Linked DNA regions of Danio rerio: region 1 is linked to region 2. The links are chromatin contacts, called in public HiChIP or PLAC-seq maps. All regions are on one chromosome and are shown on one strand. Each heading gives the region's core, a stretch centred on a gene start, on an enhancer-like site or on the middle of the called end of the contact. The rest is flanking DNA. Distances are from core to core; before and after follow the strand shown.

Region 1 (6,186 bases), core at 640-3,139, 220 kb after region 2:
CAACACTGTTCAAATGTGGACGACAAACCAGTTTATAATGCACGAAATGTCATTTGAGTCGTTAGTTTTTCATGTTTGCTGTCACTATCAACTGTCCCACTAACTTACCGTCTGAATGTCGATTCCCAAATTTGCTGCACAGAATTTCCTTGTATAGACGAGACAGTCCAGTGGGGCTTCACATGGCCAGGCATGCCCCATGTGATGGCCGATGTTAAACTAAAGCCAAATGTTACTGATACTGAATACAAAGTAAATCGTGTCTAAAATCTAGGGCAATAATAAACTAGTAAAATAAGCCAGTGTTATAGTTATGATGCGTGCTATATTGTTGTGTGTTGACAGCAAAGTAAACGTGTGTTATTCCTTATGTCAACTTCTTTAAAGCCTCCAGTGCACATGCCAGTAGTAAAAATACCTAAACCAGCCTAAACTCGTTTAGTTTGTATGAGTTTTGAGCACTTTTTAGCTGGTCAGGCAATAAGGCCAGCTGTGCACATGGTCGACTTTGCTTTAAAAGCAGGTCTGGACATTTTAAGGTATTGATGACTGAAATATGCTTGTGTATTAGTAGCATCAGATACTCTAAATAAGAAAGCTTTACACACTTTAAAGATTTGTGAACTATAATATATAGTGCTCAGCATAATTGAGTACATCACATCTTGAAAGTGAATATTTGAATCCATTGTATCTGTATCCATTTCTCAGTGAGTTTTGGTGCATTTAAACAAAACAGATTTATCAAACAGATATATTTATCAAAGTAATATTTTAGTTACCAAACATATTTAGAAATTCAAAGATAATAAAATTAAATTCATGCAAAATATTGCAAAAAAAAATTACAACCTACAAAATTTTAACAAAATATTTTCAATTTTTTTTGCTTCTCTTGATTTTTCCTCTTTTAAAATTTGTATTCATTATTTTTCTCTAACATATAAAATTGGGTGTACTCGTTTCTGGTCCGTTATCATAAGTTATATTGTTAGATAAACTCCAGATTTAGCTTCAGTACTGACTAATCTAATATATATGCACAAATATAATATTGTATAGCTTCCTATTAAACATCTGAATTTAAAAGATATTAGGTGTACTTATAAATGCTTAGCACTGTAACTATTTGATTTATTACTTATGTACATTCTGTATATTTGTGTTATGTTTATACCCCCTGGCATGTATGTCTTTGTACTTGTAAAATGTTATATGCTGTCCTTTTAAAGAAACAAAAGGAAGCAGATTTTTTCGTTTTATTTTACGATATTTGTCATTGTTTACAGTAATGGCTGTTATATTCCGATATATCTTTAGATTTTTAGTTTATTAAATGTAATCAGTTGCAATCTGCAAAAATGCATTGCACAGCAAAGTAATAAAGTGGATATGCTATTGCACATTTATTGTGCTAGACAGTAAGTGTTTTCAGTTTGATTGTCTGAGGTGCCACTGTGTCTGTAAATAGCATAAAAAACAAATAAAATAAAAGTGGCTGGGAGACATCCATTATCGTTCAATTCCTCATTCTATAGTTGTGTTTTATTTTGTTAACTCTAAAATACTACACTTTATTAAAATAATTGCAGCAAAGTATTGTGACTATAATAAAGCATGGAAATATTATCTAAACATTAAAGGTTTGAAACCGTGTGCATTGTGAATAGTGCTATATTATAAGCAAAAGAGACACAACTTATTCTTTATTCAGGGTTTCAGATGTATTATTTCTTATTAAGAGTCACTCATCTGCATACTAATAAATGAGTGCAAAGAGGAGAACAGATGTGCGTGCTTGTTTTTTGTTTTCCGTGTCTATTTTCAGCCACTCACGCTTTCAGTTTTGGGCTCATTCTTTTGAATTGTTGTCTTTTAGGTCCCTCAGTATGAGTCGAGATGGATGGAGGAAGAAAGCCAGTGAAAATGATGGGTGGGGAGGACAGGTAAGAGTTTAGTTATTTACGCAGAAATGTGTTTATTGAGAGCAGGAAAGGCTCAACAGCTGTTTTATCTCAGAGCTGAATCGTCTTCGTATATATCCCGTGTTGTCTTTGCTATCTGTCTTTGTAAAAACTGAACATTATGTAAATAATAGAACTTATCCATAGATTTCCTTTTAACTATTAATTGCCTTTCTGCTGTTTGTACATCACCCATCATGCTTTGTGTGTGTGTTGCTGCTGAAGTCTAGACAGATTTTCATTTGTATTACACCAGTGAGTAATCTCAATTTTCTTCACTGCTGACCAGCACCTCTGCTCAGTCGCCACAGTCCAGACCCAGCTAGAGATTTGACAAGCTTCGGCATCTTCATGTTCTTCAGGCATTAGCAGAACCACACTAATATAAACAACTCCACAAGCTTCTGTCTTCACTAATAAAATAACAATCTTAGTTCTAACCAGTAGAACTGTTTTACCGCACAATTTGAGACCAGAAATGTGTGATTTTTAAGTAAATGTACTATGTATTTTACTGTGTAAGTGTGATTAAACACAGAAATAGGCTTCTGACAATATAATTTTTTGTTGCAATTAATTGCTGAAGGTTTTATGATGATGTATAGTATTATTGACCTAAGCTGCAAAAATATATTATAACCAAAATATTTGATTGCTTTATTGTCTATATACATGTTCAGAATAAATGAATGTTTTAAGCCAATTAAATTGTAAATGGAAGATAGGTACAATAGGTAATACTTTACAAAAAAGTACCATTAGTAAATGTTAATCAATGCATTAAAATCTACTGTAAAAATGCATTTTATATATTAAAGTTAATTTAGAAAAATATAGCTGAAATTTATTAGCTGTTATCGCACTGCTGTCTGGAATGCTTGATTTTGATTGGCCAATCTCAACATTCTGAGCTGAGGTAAAAAATCACTGAAACTAATAATACAGGCTCATCCATGTATTTGAATCATCCTGACTGTCAGTTAATACGATTGCTTCTGAATCATTTGCATGTCTGTCTCTGCTATTGTTTTTGATGGTTTGGCAGCATTTTGTGAGTTAATAGTACATACTAGGTCAGTGTATGCACCTTTCAGCTGGTTTTGTTTCTATCAGCTTCATCTTTATTAATTTATTATGGCTCAGAAAATGTTTAATGTCTAATTTTGACATTTATGGCAATAGGCATTTAAAAAGCAGGATAAACTACATTCATTTAGTTGTTTTAGCAGCCCAAAAAAGCCATACGCTTGCTCATTCATCCAATCATACGCTATGGCCAATCATATCTACCTATACTATACCGCATGTCTTTGGATTGTGGGGGAAATGAGAGTGTGCAAACTCCAGCTGGGACTTGAACCAGGCATCTTCTTAATATGAGTTGAAAGTGAGCCACCTTGCAGCCCTAGTTAATAACTCCATTTAATAAAAAGATGACTACATTTGATTTTAATGCATTATTAGGTGTTCGCTAATAAGTTAATGTCCCTTTAAGGCAAGTCATTTCACTTAGCGGCCTTGTTTGAAACGCCTCTTGGGCTGTATTTTCGAGCATTCCATCTGAATGGAGAAACATCAAATTTTTCAAAATTGTTTGCCAAGCTTATAATTATATTACATATTTGGAGTCAACAGTAAAATTAAACAACAGTTGTTTCATAAGTTTCGTTTCTAAACGTCTGAATTAAACAAAATCTGCATATTTTCAAGTTGCCAGAGCTAGTGCGCATGCAAACTCGAAAGGAATGAGATCACAACACCAACCTCATTTACGGCAGTGTTACACATCACACAGTGTTGTCCTCTGGATAATGATCATGTAGTCGCACTGGTCATCTGAAATAATCCACAGCTTGGTCTTGATAGCAAATCTTCTCCAGTAGTGAAATCGATTCTATGTTTACACTTTGAGTAATTGCTGTCTCATGATGTGTGTTTGACAGGACTGACTGTACTTCACATTCGTTTATACTGGAGACACGTCAGTCTATAGAGATTTGATGATTAGCTCCTGTACTAGTAGGCGGGGCTTCATTCGCCATATTGACTGTAACACTTTTCTCCATTCAAAACTATACGAGTGACGCATCTTGTGTATTCTATAGTCTTTGCCTAAGGTTAATCAATGCTTTTATATCATTACATTGACTGTAGTTAGGTTAGCTGACGTTGAATGGAAGCTGATCATAAATTGTCTATTAAGGCTTGAAGCGTTTGGTGCTGTGATGTACACTGCAGTGCAGATACAACAATATAAATATCCTTTAATGGTAATCTGAAAGTTGAAATTCTAAATAATTATTTACATTATTTTAAAAACCCACAGCATCAATATATTGTGCACGTTCATGATCACAGTGTATGGCATTATTGGACATCAGCATATGTCTACGCAAAACCTTTATTTGCTTTAGGTTGTGTGTGTGTGTGTGTGTGTGTGTGTGTTGATCTCTCAGAGTGTTGTCTCTCAGGTGTGTTGTTGTTGTGTGTGTGTGTGTGTGTGTGTGTGTGTGTGTGTGTGTGTGTGTGTGTGTGTTGATCTCTCTGATTGATATAAATTAGGTTCAGGGATGCCTCCAGCAAGTGAGTGTTTTCAGGAGTATTTTTCAGTGTGTGTGAGAGTCTGTTTATTGGTTCAAGCTCAACTCTTGAATCCCAGCGTTCCCTCCGTTGCCATGGAGACAGAGAGTCGCCGTGCCAGCAGGGCAGACTTGCACCTCCAGTCTCATTGAATGTCTGAGGCGTAATCAAACGCTTGTCAGCCAGACGCTGCACATTTTCCTTTGTGTGTGTGCCTGTATTGCAGTCTGTTCATTTCCAGAGGTTAGAATTGTGTGGGTTTTTTTTCTATTAAGGTGTGTGCGTGTGTGTGTGGTCAGCTTGTGCTGTATGCTTTGTCTTAGCTCTTGAGCTTGCAAGCCTGTGTTGACGTGAATAGGCTTTGAAATAAAAATCTTGTTTGTTGAATTTTTACTCAGGGAGGTTACATGGCTGCAAAAGTCTCTAAGCTTGAGGAGCAGTTTCAGAAGGATGCCCCGAGAGAGCAGAAGAAAGATGGAAAGTCCTCCTGCATCTTCAGCGGTGTGGCCATCTATGTCAATGGATACACAGGTCAGACTCTCCCAGCATCCCCTCTGCAATGTGCTGTGGAAATAAACTTTCTTACTCCAATGAAATCCCTTGTACTGCATTGTGCATGTTCAGCATCACCATAATCATCGTCATTACTATTATTATGGCAGTATCTGGATGATTTGTTGCACCTGACTATAGATATTGCGTCAAGTCTAAGAGAGTAAATATATAAAAGGATTTTTGTACATATTTCACTTTTACAATTTTATTCAGGGGTTATTTTGTACACTATTTTTTTAAACTTGTATTTTAGGGTGTGTCCAGGTTTATTTTGAACAAACCTATAAATGCTTGAATGCAGTCATCTAAACCTTGGTGTACACCAAACAAGTGGACAAAAAGCCCTGAGAAGACTGGTTTTGGCCTTCTTTTAAATGAATTCTATTGTGGCTTGTCTGAAATATGGACAATAGATGTGATGTCACAAAATGTGACCAAAGAAATGGACATAATGCTCAAGCATAACGGATTATTCTCTTTATAGTCACAAAATGTCCCAGTACAGTTCAATAAAGGTGTCAGAAACGCTTCTCCTTGCAGCAGATTATCATTTGTGTGTGTGACACAGGGGCTTCCTGGTCAAGCACACAGCATTGTTTGGGATGTTCCGTAAGTTATTCTGCACAATACATGTCATAAAAACTTGTAGTTAGTGTTTTTATCTTAAAAATGAGAGTGTGAACACCCAGCAAATTAAATGTATAGTTTTTTTTTTTCAATTTTTTTAGGTACCGACCTACAGAACATAAATAAATTCTGTATCAAATGATCAGAAGTGATACCAGCATTTCATATAGACAACATTTATTATTAATGTCAAGCCTGAGCAAATCTGAAACTAGGGGTGTGTGGGTACAAATACTCACATGACTCTCTCATTTGCCTTCAAATGTTGCATGCTTTTGCATGGTTTGCTTGCTTGATGTAAACTGCATTATAGACCCTGTTCACACCTGGTATCAAGATACATTTTCATGATGTGATCACAAGTGGTCAAAGCAAACATTACCATTCAGACCCTGCATTTAAAGGTTTCTTTTGTCCATTTTTGACCCTCTAATAATGGAGGGTCTGTGGGCAGGTATTG
Region 2 (6,726 bases), core at 2,935-5,434:
ATTAGTCAGTACTAAAGCCAAATCTAGAGCTTATCTAACAAAATAACTTACAATAATAGTTCAAAAATTAGTAGCCCAAATTTATAATTATATTAAATAATTTTTTCAAAAATCACGAGAAACAAAAAATATACAATTTAGTTTAAATGTGTAGGTTGTAATTTTCTTTGCTATATTTTGCATGAATTTAATTGTATTACTTTCCATTTCTAAAGATGTTCTGTGACTAAAATATTATTTTAATAAATATTTCTGTTTTGTTTAAATGCACCAATATATATTACCCATATTCACTGAGAAATATATAAAAATAATTATTTTCAAAACGGGGTGTACTCAGTTATGCTAAGCATTGTGTGAGTGTGTACGTGACATACAAACATAGGTGAAAGGAAAATCATGTCATTTCTTACTACCTGGTTTTACATTTCACAAATAGATGGGCGTTGGCATGGGAACCTGCCCCTGGCTGCTACCTGAATGAGGGCGCAGGGCCTCTGCGAACAGCGCAGTCAAAGGAGTGACCCAGCAGGCTGCACATTTTTACCTACAGCCGTATCCATGACAACAGCCTCATGCCCACAACCATTGAACACTTGATTGACAGATGTCCAAATGTCAACCACTCCCTCTCAGGTAAACCTCCAGGCGTTTTGCATTTCCATTTTGTTATAACTGTTATCCTTTCCTTTACTTGCGCACACTGTTTTTATTTATTTTTCTTCTTTAGCCCGACAGGGTCACAGGTCATGCACACAGTTTTTTTTTTTGACGTGAGTGTTTGTATGTGCTTTTACTTTCTTTTTAAATTGACATGGGCTCTGACTGCCAGCTCGCTGCTTTACTTAGCGGGTGTATTTTTGTATGTGATGCGCATTAGCAGAGACAGATCCGCTATACAGAGCTGGGCCATCTTTCATAGCGAGAGAGACTGTATTAATCCATCTTCTCGGCCTAAAAGAAGCACTGTACTTAAAGTAGCACAGTCTCTTCCATATTAGAGCGTCAAAGTGGAGATTCAATCACAGTAATGGTCAGCGTCTCACGGCGCTTCTCCATCGATCCAGGGGACAGTGTATTGGCTCCATTAGTGAAAAGGAAATTGAGTGCTATTTTCTAGTCGTCACAATCTATTTGTCATTCAGAATTGAGACATGCGGGTCTATGGTTTGAATATGAATGTCAGAGCAGGTCTGATGCGTGTGTGTGTGTGTGTGTGTGTGTGTGTGTGTGCTTTTATAAGAATATATGGAGCAGATGTATATGAATATGTTTATATTATAGAAGCCTACAGTGCATATTCTTTTGTAAGGTTAGAGAGATTTTCCCTGTAGGGTAGCCTATGTATTTAAATTTGTGTATATGCAATGTGCATGCACACATTTATACACAGACACACAAATATAGATACATAAATAACCTTGAGTGTCCATTATATTATACATGCACACACAACATTTATTAACCTGTTCAAATTAATAGACTCTTAATTTTTAGTAATGTATTTGCATATAATAATAATAATAATACTTAATAACAATACATAATATTAGTAATATTAACAATTATTATTATTATTAATAAAAACAATATCAATAATAATAAAAAAAATAATAATTATCGTTATTAATTATAAAAAATAATAATACATTTTTCTATTTTTATTATTCATTCATTCATTCATTCACTTATTCATTTTCTTTTGGACTTTATATAAAGTCCCTTTATTAAGCAGAGGTCGCCACAGTGGAATGAACTGTCAACTTACCCAGTATATGTTTTATGCAGTGAATGCTCTTCTATCAGCAACCGATCACTGGGAAAATTATAATTAATAATACTAATAGTCATTATTATCAATAATAATAATATACATAATCATGATAACAGCATTATTAGTTTAATAATTATTTATATTATTAGTTAAATTATTATATGAAATTATAATTAAATTAATTGAATGTCAAAAAATCAAATAAATGCAGTAGAATTTAACTGAATATAGTTCCGTTTCATTTGAAAAGTATGTTCGGATACTTTTTATACACTACAAAGACCAAAAAATCCAATTATAATTATAAATAAATATGTGTGTTTCATATACTATAATACAGTATATCCTTTTCAAACTAGTAAGCTCTTTATTAAAATCTTTCCCTTATCTTTCCTCTTATAATTATAGTAGCAACAATAATAGTCATTTGAATATCAAAATAAAATATATAAAATTAGTTTTTAACGTACCATATTTACAATATAACAAGTCATAATTATTAGCCCTCCTTTAATAAAAACAAACAAAAAAAAAACAATATTTCCCAAATAATGTTTAACAGATTCAGGAAATTTTCACAGTATGTCTGATAATATTTTTTCTTCTGGAGAAAGTCTTATTTGTTTTACTTTGGCTAGAATAAAAGCAGATTTTAATTTAAAAAAATTGTTTTTGTCAAAATTATTAGCGCCTTTAAGCCAACATTTTTTTCGATAGTCTACAGAACAAACCATCGTTATACAATAGCGGGTAACTAATTACCCTTACCTGCCTAGTTAACATGATTAACCTAGTTAAGGCTTCAAATGTCATTTTAAGCTGTATAGAGGTGTCTTGAAAAATAACTAGTAAAATATTATTTACTGTCATCATGACAAAGATAAAATAAATAATTTATCAGAAATGAGATATGTGTTTAGAAATGTGTTGAAAAAATCTTCTCACCGTTAAACAGAGGGGGGCTAATAAAAAATGGGGCTAATAATTCTGACTTCAACCGTATATATAAGTTCATGTGTGTTTTTTGTGTGTTTACAGTAGGGCTGCACAATATATCGTTGTAGCATCGATATCGCAATGTGTGAATGTGCATTATTCACATTGCAGGATCTGTAATGTGGAGTCAGGATTATAGTTCAGTTCAATTCATCTTTATTTCTATAGCGCTTTTACAATGTAGATTGTGTCAAAGCAGCTTAACATAGAAGTTCTAGTAGATTGAAACTCCAGTTTTCACTTAGTTCAGTTCAGTGTGGTTTAATTTTCACTGCTGAAAGCCCAAACACTGAAGAGCAAATCCATAGTTGGCCAGGTACAATTGTGGAGTCATTTCAGTTTAACCATAAACTCTAGAAAGTTTGTTTTAAGGCCTGTGACCGTAAGCATTGTAAGCATTTTAAATGAACTTAAAGCATTTGGTCACAAGGAATTATTGCCTTTTGTAAAAAATTTTTTGTATTTAATAATGTATATAATGAAGACATATACAACTATACAACTTTATTGTTCGTTTGATTATTTTATATCTGTACCTAAAAACATGTTAGACTCAATTATACCATTGCTTTACTGTATATGCTTAGGCTGGTTATTAGTCTAATATATTTTTTGAAGCTGCACTCCTTTACTAAATCTTCCCATTCATTCATTCATTCATTCATTTTCTTTTCAGCTTAGTTCCTTCGTTAATCAGGGGTCGCCACAGTGGAATGAACCGCCAACTTATTCAGCATGTTTTCCACAGCGGATGCCCTTCCAGCTGCAAAACATCACTGGGAAAATCTTCCCATTCAATAAAAATGTATTAAATATTTCAAAATAAAGCTATTCAAGCTAGTTGGTGAAATATCTCTATAAACTACAGGAAATAAAAATATTGCAATGTACGTTTTTTTTTTCCCAATATCTTGCAGCCCTAGTTTACAGTATATTGTATGACACACACACACTTGTAATACTCTGTAAATGAATTAGGTCACATTTTTCTCTATCAGTTACGCAATGTTCCTCGATTGTGTTTTAAAGCATATTAAGCCTGATTAAATTCAGGACAGGTTATTTGTTTTTTTTAATAAAGGCACAGGGAGCACATTGCGTGCGCAAAGCCCTTTTGTTGTGAATCATTACGAGCTCTGTAAATTCTCTTATCTCCAGCCCTGATAACCCATTCACAATCTGGCCATAAAGAATTTGATAGGCTAATTGAATAGGGCTTCGATGCACACTTTTGTAATGGAGCATTATAAATCTGCGAGCAAGGTGACAGGGCTACAAAAGGGAGCGCTTTAGGGCGAGACTCCCTCCCTTTCACCCGCTGACTTTACAATAAGTTTTGCAGCTCTGAATGTTGGGCTGTAAAAGAGTGCTCTCTGCTTGAATCGATTGCCCCCACCTAACAAGTCGTCCGTCCTCCACTGCGGAGAGAGAGAGCAAGCGAGCGATGGATTTGTTGAGGGCAGTGATACAGAGGCCTGCCTGCTATCTTGATCCTTCTTGTGCCGCAGGGCCGTATGGACCATTAACCCTCACAGTTTTATCTAGCGCTAGTGATTAGCGCCAAGACCTCGCCAAGGCCTATTGACAGCGTGTGTACGTAAGGGAGATGATGTACGACTATTACCTCGCTCACATTTATCTCCTTTTGTCTGTCTTTTTGTATTTAGGGGGAGAATTAGTGGAGGTCTGCTGACTTTCTGATGGGATGTTGATAGCATTATTTGCCAGTTTGGGGGAATCGCTTGCCTAATTTGTCTCTTGTGCTATTGGATGAGGTGCAGTGGCTTTTTCATTGGGGCTGCAGCACAATGGGTTGCTGCATTATCTGTTTTAAGCGCATATTTCATATTGACTTGTTTTGTGATTTTATGTTTTTTTACTAGCAAGTTCTTACTATATACATACATTATATATATATATATATATATATATATATATATATATATATATATATATATATATATATATATATATATATAATTGTTTTTAATATTCTCAGTATAGATGTATATTTGTCTTCTATTTTGGCTACAAAAAGAAGCTGTGAGATATTTACATTGCAGATTCACTGGAGATATGTTCTAGGGCTGCATGATTTTGAATAAATCTGACATGGGAATGGGATGATCAAGTTTTTTTTATTTAGCGAATCTCCATAAAATTCAATAAATTAAAAATCTGATAGATGAGCAAATCCAGCGTTATTGATGTGGAATTTCCAGTAAAATCTCAAAATATAAATTCACAGAGAAAGTGTATGTTAACATTATATTGAAACATCTGTTTATATTTTACAAAAAAACTAACTACAGAGTTAAGGGAGCAGAACCATACTATTCTGAAGCTTTTCACATTTTGAACTAGGAAAATGGACATGCGTTATGGATGTGACGAAACAAGTTTGTGAGTTTACAGTGTACAACATAATTTGTAGAAATTCTGTGAATTAAACTGCACTATTCAATAGAAACTATGCTAATCTAAACATATACAATGCTAATCTAAATGATAAGAGTTGGCTCTCTATAGAACCAAAATTATTGATTTTATTTAACATATTTTTGCATTTATCAGGAAAAAGCTTGCTTATGGATGTGACGGATGTGGAATTGGCACTTGTGTGATATAATAGTTTGAAAACATTAACAGAGACATTTTTGAGTAATTTTAAAGCACTGTAAAATACTTGCTTATACAAAAACAAATGCAGAAACGGTTTTGATATTTTGTCGAAAACTTTTTTTCATGGCAAGGTTGACATTTGCATGGAATTACTCAGATCAAAAATAAAAGTTAAATAAACAATGCTTTATGATTTTCTGGAGAGTCTACAATATTCAAGTACAGAAATTAAACTGTCAAATTTATAATAACATGGTCATCATTGTATTAATAGCTTGAAAATTTTTTTTTTTTTTTGTAAAAAAATATTTTATAAATGATATAAATCAGCAATTGACATCACATTGCAATATCGATGCCATAACGGTATATTGTTCAGCCCTAATATGTTGACATATCTAAGCCATGTTGTTACATGATGTGGGTTTTTTGCGAAGAGGCTGGTTTTTTGATCAATTTAAACATTATTGTATAAACATTATCGATATTGTAAAACAATGCAATTTATACAATAAATAGAATTTAACTTGACTTAATAATGTTAAATTTTTGAGGATGACAATCATGTTTAAAAACAAAACAAACTCAATTGTATTATATAAATGCATATCTGAATACATAAAATAATTAGTGATCATACTAAGTTTGATGCCATTTTTATGGATTAAAAACATCTTGTTGGAAAAAAAATCATTTGAAGGAGAATGGCAAATGATAACATTTTAAATGAGAATTAATTAGTATTTTTCGTCTTTTAAAATGACAATAATATACATCTTTTATGATGTTTTAAAAAATTGGTATATACTTTTATACATACATAAGCATGTTTGTATCTGTGTGCATATGATGAGAGATAGAGTTCAATTATAGTGTTTTTTTTTTTAGATTAAAGAGTATGAAAACAAGAGTGGTACATTTCTCACTTGGTTTTGAATGGTACTTGCCTTTGCCATTCTCAGAGTTTTCAATAATTTATTTATTTTTCAAGGACAGTCATTTTAATAAGAGCTCACACAAAGGTGTTAATATTAATCATGTTTTCCCCCCACTGTCATTCATGCTATTTCTGGTTAATACCTGCTCCGCTTTGTTATTCAGCTGGAAAATATTACAGCGGTCTGACACCCGTGTAAGTGTTTTTCTTACTAAAGTCTGTCTTCTGTTCATTCACATTAGCACTGAATCCGCCATTCAAAGTACAGTCAATTAAGCATTCTGATATCCACCTAGAGTTCACAATCAGATCATTAGGCAAGTTTTACAGATGGTCAGCCTGGATGTCCTTTGCTTTACTTGTCTGAATGCACCATAATATATTCTTTCCGCCTTAT

What was found. HiChIP or PLAC-seq counts read pairs in DNA pulled down with a chosen protein or histone mark.
Region 1: a contact with region 2 is called in an H3K4me3 HiChIP or PLAC-seq map of embryo, with 5 times the contacts expected there. The contact joins the promoter of rev1 here to the enhancer-like site in region 2. A contact is called at or near these places in 10 of 18 Hi-C or Micro-C datasets (caudal fin, embryo, fibroblasts and 3 more) and 3 of 4 datasets of contacts at active chromatin or transcription factors (caudal fin, embryo and gastrula embryo).

Annotation. Positions count from the first base shown.
Region 1 is chr9:23,409,958-23,416,143 of GRCz12tu, forward strand. rev1 (REV1 DNA directed polymerase) reads left to right here and starts at 1,890. Exons shown (of 21, transcript NM_001123300.1): 1 at 1,890-1,946; 2 at 4,943-5,075. The coding sequence starts at 1,890.
Region 2 is chr9:23,189,592-23,196,317 of GRCz12tu, forward strand. It overlaps a transcript of rev1 not described here. Among named protein-coding and RNA genes, the nearest start is that of arhgef7a, 41 kb to the left of the region's middle. Within about 2 kb of position 4,185, at least 3 of the 62 cell types and tissues checked have an H3K27ac peak or open chromatin away from gene starts, as enhancers often do.